Linked DNA regions of Dromaius novaehollandiae: region 2 is linked to region 1. A link is a contact called in public Hi-C data. All regions are on one chromosome and are shown on one strand. Each heading gives the region's core, a stretch centred on a gene start, on an enhancer-like site or on the middle of the called end of the contact. The rest is flanking DNA. Distances are from core to core; before and after follow the strand shown.

Region 1 (2,640 bases), core at 103-2,602:
AAAATGTGTGCATGGGGGTGGTGTTCATATTGGCCGACTAGTATATTTTGTATTACATTATACAGTTTTTAAGTCACTTTGAACACTGCAGTGCCCTATCAGCTGGGAACCTGCCTTTCTGATAGGGGTACTGTAGCTTGTAATACACATGACCTGTCCAAAAGGAGACAAAGTATCTGAATTTCTGCAAGGAGTAGGGTTAGTTTTCCTCTAAACAAGATAATAGCCAAGTTACAGATGTAATGCCATTTAGGCTATATACAGATGTGTATGTACAAAAAGAAAGCTTCAAGGTGTTGGGTTGTTCTAGGATGTCTGTTCTGCAACTCCCTCTGTCTCCTCTCTGAAAAGAGTTCATAGGGTAACCCAACTTTACTAAACAGGAAGGCAATATATTCCTTTTATCTTGGTTTAGATACAAGGCAATGATTCTGTAGGGAACATGACACCTAGAAAAAGAATTGCACTCCCTTCTGAGGACTTGGTAAAGCAGATTTAAAAAAAAATGCATCTGAGCTTGAGTTTTTGGCTTCCCAGGCAACATACTGTACTATTGCTAGACTACAAGGCCAGCTCTGTAGACCGATTTTTAAGTGGATATTTTTATCACGCTTAGTAAGAGCATATCGATGAGAAAACGGTATATATTAGCTAAGTTAATCTCTGTTTTTCTGTCTTACTATTACTGTTTATTGCTAGAATCCATAGCGTGTCAAAATTTAAAAGCGAGCTCACTCCTGCCCTGTCTCCACTGAATCAATCTTGCAATTATCGTTACTCTTTTTCATTTAAAAAATAAAATAAAAAACAACTTTTCTGTCAGAACTGCACTGAAGTTAAAGGAATATAACGTGTTGGTTCAGAAAGCTCAGCCTTTTTCATGCTGATATGGCTTCCTCGCTGGCTGCTCGGTACTTGGAGCAGTTTCTGACAAATATAGAAGTAGCAGTTACAGAGGTGGTTTAGCGAGTCCCCGGGAGCGCTCGCACCACTCTGCAGCAACTCGCATTTGAATGAGGAGAAGGATGGCATGAGCTATTTTTGCTTTTGCCCGGGAATGAAATAAAGGCAGGCAGGGCGCCGCGCTGCGCAACTTTTTTTTAATCGACTCCGCTGAGATTTCTTTCCTGTTTACTCCTCGACTGCGCCATCTCCGCCAGCCTGGTCTGACTGAGGCAAAAGTTTCCCCCAGGATGGCGAGCACCGTGGTACGGTCCACCTCATAACCTTCCTGGATATTTTTATAATTTATCATCAGCTGACACCGCCTGGGTAGCATATTCTTACCACTCCCTCTGGCTGCTGGAAGTCTGAAATTACATCTTTGTCTTTGAAGTCAGTCACACTGTTAGCGTTGCCATGGTGACAGGGTGGGTAATGGCCTCCACAGAGAGGAGATTGGTATTTAGCATTTGAACGCTGCTGTACACAAGGCCTTGGGTTTTTTTTTCTTTTCTTTCTTTTTAGAGTGGTTACTGAACTATCCTCTTTTAGAAAATGTATAAAAATTACGTTTTTACATGGTCTTACTAGATTAATAGTCATGGTTTATTTCATTTTAACTGCAAGGATAAAAGCATTATTCCATTAAATGGGTAGCTTTTTTCCCCTCCTTTGGTTTATGCATTATTAACACAAGCTTTCCTGTTTTGCTTGTAACATTTTATAGGCTTTTCAAACAGAGATTTGCTCTGTTGCTCTCTTATTTCCTGGGCCTTAACCCTTTCTTTCCTTGATCTTGTCTGCAAAACTTAGAGCGAAGCCTGGAACAGTTCTGACTGCTCCCATCTAAAACATGTAAAACCTGAAAGAGGCTCTTTTTGAAGCATTCTGCACTTTTCAAGCATTCTGCAAAGTGGTGCAGATTTTTGTCATTTAATTTAAGCAGATGCTGAAGTAAGCACATGTGAGCTTTGATGCAGCTGCGAAAGGTTCAAGTCAAGGCAGTACATTGTCTTGTGTTTTGATTTGTATGTCCATTTTTCGCTTTTCCCCTTTGCGTTTTCATCTCATTCTCTGTATCCGCAGGGTTTTATTAGCAGTCTTCAGCAGAGACGCACCTCGTGGTTGACGAACTGGGGATCAAAAAATCCAGAACAGTCTCAGGGACATGATATTAACCCCCATCACTTTCCTCTTCAACATAAGGCCAGTGAGGCATATCCAGATAGGTAGAAATATTATTATAAATACAAGCTGTAGGCTGTGTTTCACTTTTCCAGAGCTCTAAAATACAGCTTTCATTTTAGTGTCTAGTAGGAGGCATATATCCAAATGCAGTCAAGTGCTGTAGATACAGGGATTCAGTCATCCCTGCAGACACAAATAGTCTCTATAAGAACTTGGAGACTAACAAGCCACCCTAGAATTCATAATCCCTCTTCTTCTTGAATTGTGAATTTGTTATTATTGAGGACTGTTTAACTGACACCTTGAAGGCCTCAATTTGTCCTTCTGCATCTGTCGCAGATCCAACTCGCCCAAATACTTCTGCCTTGACCTCTCGGGACATCTCAGGAAAAGCACAGCTGTTTCTCAAATGTTTCTCAATTCTTGTCCTCTTATGTTGATGTTGTGTAGTGATGTTGATGTAAATGGTGTCTCTTCTGAGATGGACGTTTAGCTTCTGGAAAATGGACC
Region 2 (2,640 bases), core at 70-2,569, 120 kb before region 1:
TCAGTGTTTTCACAGCGGATATAAAAAAAGCCTACCTACTCATGACAGCATCTTTCTTGATATGGTGTATTTTTCTCTGTCATTATTATTGAATTCCCTATTTATCTATTTTGAAATTTGAAAGCATGGTGATCTCTAACAGAATGCATAGGACTATTCATTTAAAACAGCCTATTTCGGACCCTTGCTGTATTAAAAGCATTCATTAACGTCCCAGTTTGCTATGTGTATAGCAGAATATCTGATCTTCCAACTGCTTTTATTAGTTGAATGTAGTGTACGACTACTATCTTTTCTAATAGTAAGTTATTGGTTTTATTAAGATAGTTATAAAAAACCTGCCAAAACATTCTGAAAGACGGTACAAAAATGTAGGTCATCAGCAACAGCTTACCATTTGGAGCAAAAGTTACTTCGATTATGTGTTTTGTATTACTACGTTTTCATGAGTGCCTTGTGCATACTAGAAATTATATTGTTTGGGGAAACAGTTATGAGGCTGAAAATGTCTCTCTCTCCTTGATCAGCTCCTGTAGATCTCCAAATAAGTACCCGGAACATACTGAAAACAGCTCTATATATAAAAGCATCATCAGTGCAAACGACCATTAGAGTTTGGAGACAGCTGGACAATGTGGACAACTGCAAAGATGCTACTGCCACAGAATTTTAGCTTAAATTTTATAACCCCCCGCACACAAAGTACCAGTCTTCCGGGGCGGTGGGGTGGAGGGGGAGGTATCCTATTTTTCCATGAAACAACACACATTTTCTTGTCATCCGCGTGAAATGAAAAAGCGCTTGAGCGTTACATCCTGGGCTCAAGGGCAGAGGACTACAGTCTTTCGAAGTCTGACCGATTTATTCCTATTTATTTAGCACAGTAAATCCGGGCCCCGCCGGCGCGCGGGTTGCCCGCCGCCTGCCCGGCGAGGCAGCGGCCTGCCCGGCCCTGCTCGGCCCGGCCCGGCCGGCCCCCGAGAGCGCCCCCGGGCAGCCCCGCCGCGCCGGGCCCCGCCGGGCCGCTCGGCGCCCCAGCGCGGCCTCCTCGGGCCGGAGCCGCCGGCGGGGCCCGGCCTCGGCCCTGCGCCCCGCCGCCACCCCGACAGGAGTTTAATATTTTATTGCCTCCTCGCGGAACTCGATCCCAGAGCCGGCGCCCGGCTCCAGCCCTCGCTGCGCGCAAAACCGGCTAAAAATAAAAATCAAAGCAGGGGCGCGAAGGGGACCGCGCCCCCCTCCCTCCGGCGGGGCCGCCGGCCCTCCCCTCCCCCGCGCGGCCCGCCCGCCCGCCCGCGCGTGCCGCCACCGGGGCCGCGGCGGGGAGCGGGAGCCGGCGGCGCGCGAAGTCCAGTCCGCGTTTTGCGAGTGCGCGGGAGCGCTCGGCGCGGAGGGGGCGATGGTTGCTGGAGCTCGCTCGCTCATGCCATGCTGGGCCAGATAGGCTCAGTCAGACGTGTATTTACCCATATCCGGGTTAGAGAGGAAAAGAAAAAAAAAAAGTTTCATTTAAACCTGAACAAAAAAACTTTCAACATGAAATCACACAGCAGGAACAGGCACAGACCGTAAGGCATTCTTACCATTTCTAATCTCAATCACGGACTCGGGGAGGGAAATTTCTGTAATTTTTGTGTGTGTGGAGTGATCCGCAGGGGATACTGTTGGCTCAGTTACGTCTCTTTCCCCCAGCCGTTTCTCTTTTTGCCCCTCTCCTCTCCCTTCCTCCAACCCTATCCACTCCCCCCCCCTTTTTTTGAGGGTGGGGGTTGATTTTTTTTTTAATTATTATTACTACTACTACTAATTTATCCGGACTTGCCATGTTGCAATGATCATGGCCGCGCAAGTCGCAGCGGCTCCGGCGGGTGCGAACAACAGCAAGGGCAAAGCCCCGAGCCTGCCGGGCAGCCTGGGCCCGGAGCGGGGCCCGGGGGGGGCTGGGGCCGCCGCCGCCGCGGGGGCTCCCGGGCCGGGCCCCATGCTGGGGGTCGGAGACGGGACTCCCACCGGCGGCAGCAGCCTGAATAATGTAGATCACCATCTCCTCCACCACCACAGCGAGCCGCTGAACATGGCCAATAATGCAACTTCTGCCGCTGCCACCGGTAACAACAACAACAACAACGCCAGCGGCGGCGGCTCCTCCTCGGAGCCGGCTCTGAAGGAAGGTGGAAGCTCCTCGGCGTTATCTTCGTCGTCTTCTTCTTCTTCCTCCTCCTCCTCCAACCCGGGCTCGGCCATGGAGACGGGGCTGCTTCCCAACCACAAACTGAAAGGCGTCGGAGGCGATCACCCCGCCGCGCCGCCCCACCACCACCATGCCCACCACCCGCATCACCATGCCCACCACCACCATGCCCACCACCCGCACCACCACCACCATGCACTACAGCAGCAGCTAAATCAATTCCAGCCGCCGCCGCAGCAGCCGCCGCCTCAGCACCATCCCATGCAGAATAACAACAGCAGCCTCGGCGGCGGCAGCGGCAGCAACAACAACGGCGGTGGCGGTGGCGGCGCTGCTCAGCCCAGTGCAGACATGGAGCAGCAGCAACATGGAGGAAAAGACAGTGTTTTGGGCACTCAGGCCGAGCCCCCGCAGCAGCCGCAGCAAATGCTGAATAAAGGCGCCGACGA

The links. Hi-C and Micro-C count contacts between places; a contact is called where the count stands out from the background.
Region 2: a contact with region 1 is called in a Hi-C map of liver, with 2.5 times the contacts expected there. The contact joins the promoter of ARID1B here to the enhancer-like site in region 1. A contact is called at or near these places in 2 of 4 Hi-C or Micro-C datasets (brain and liver).

What each region holds. Positions count from the first base shown.
Region 1 is chr3:68,670,878-68,673,517 of bDroNov1.hap1, reverse strand. All of the region lies in intron 4 of ARID1B (AT-rich interaction domain 1B), which reads left to right. Among named protein-coding and RNA genes, the nearest start is that of ARID1B, 120 kb to the left of the region's middle. Within about 2 kb of position 1,352, at least 2 of the 2 cell types and tissues checked have open chromatin away from gene starts, as enhancers often do.
Region 2 is chr3:68,788,631-68,791,270 of bDroNov1.hap1, reverse strand. ARID1B (AT-rich interaction domain 1B) reads left to right here and starts at 1,319. Exons shown (of 22, transcript XM_064509114.1): 1 at 1,319-2,640. The coding sequence starts at 1,832.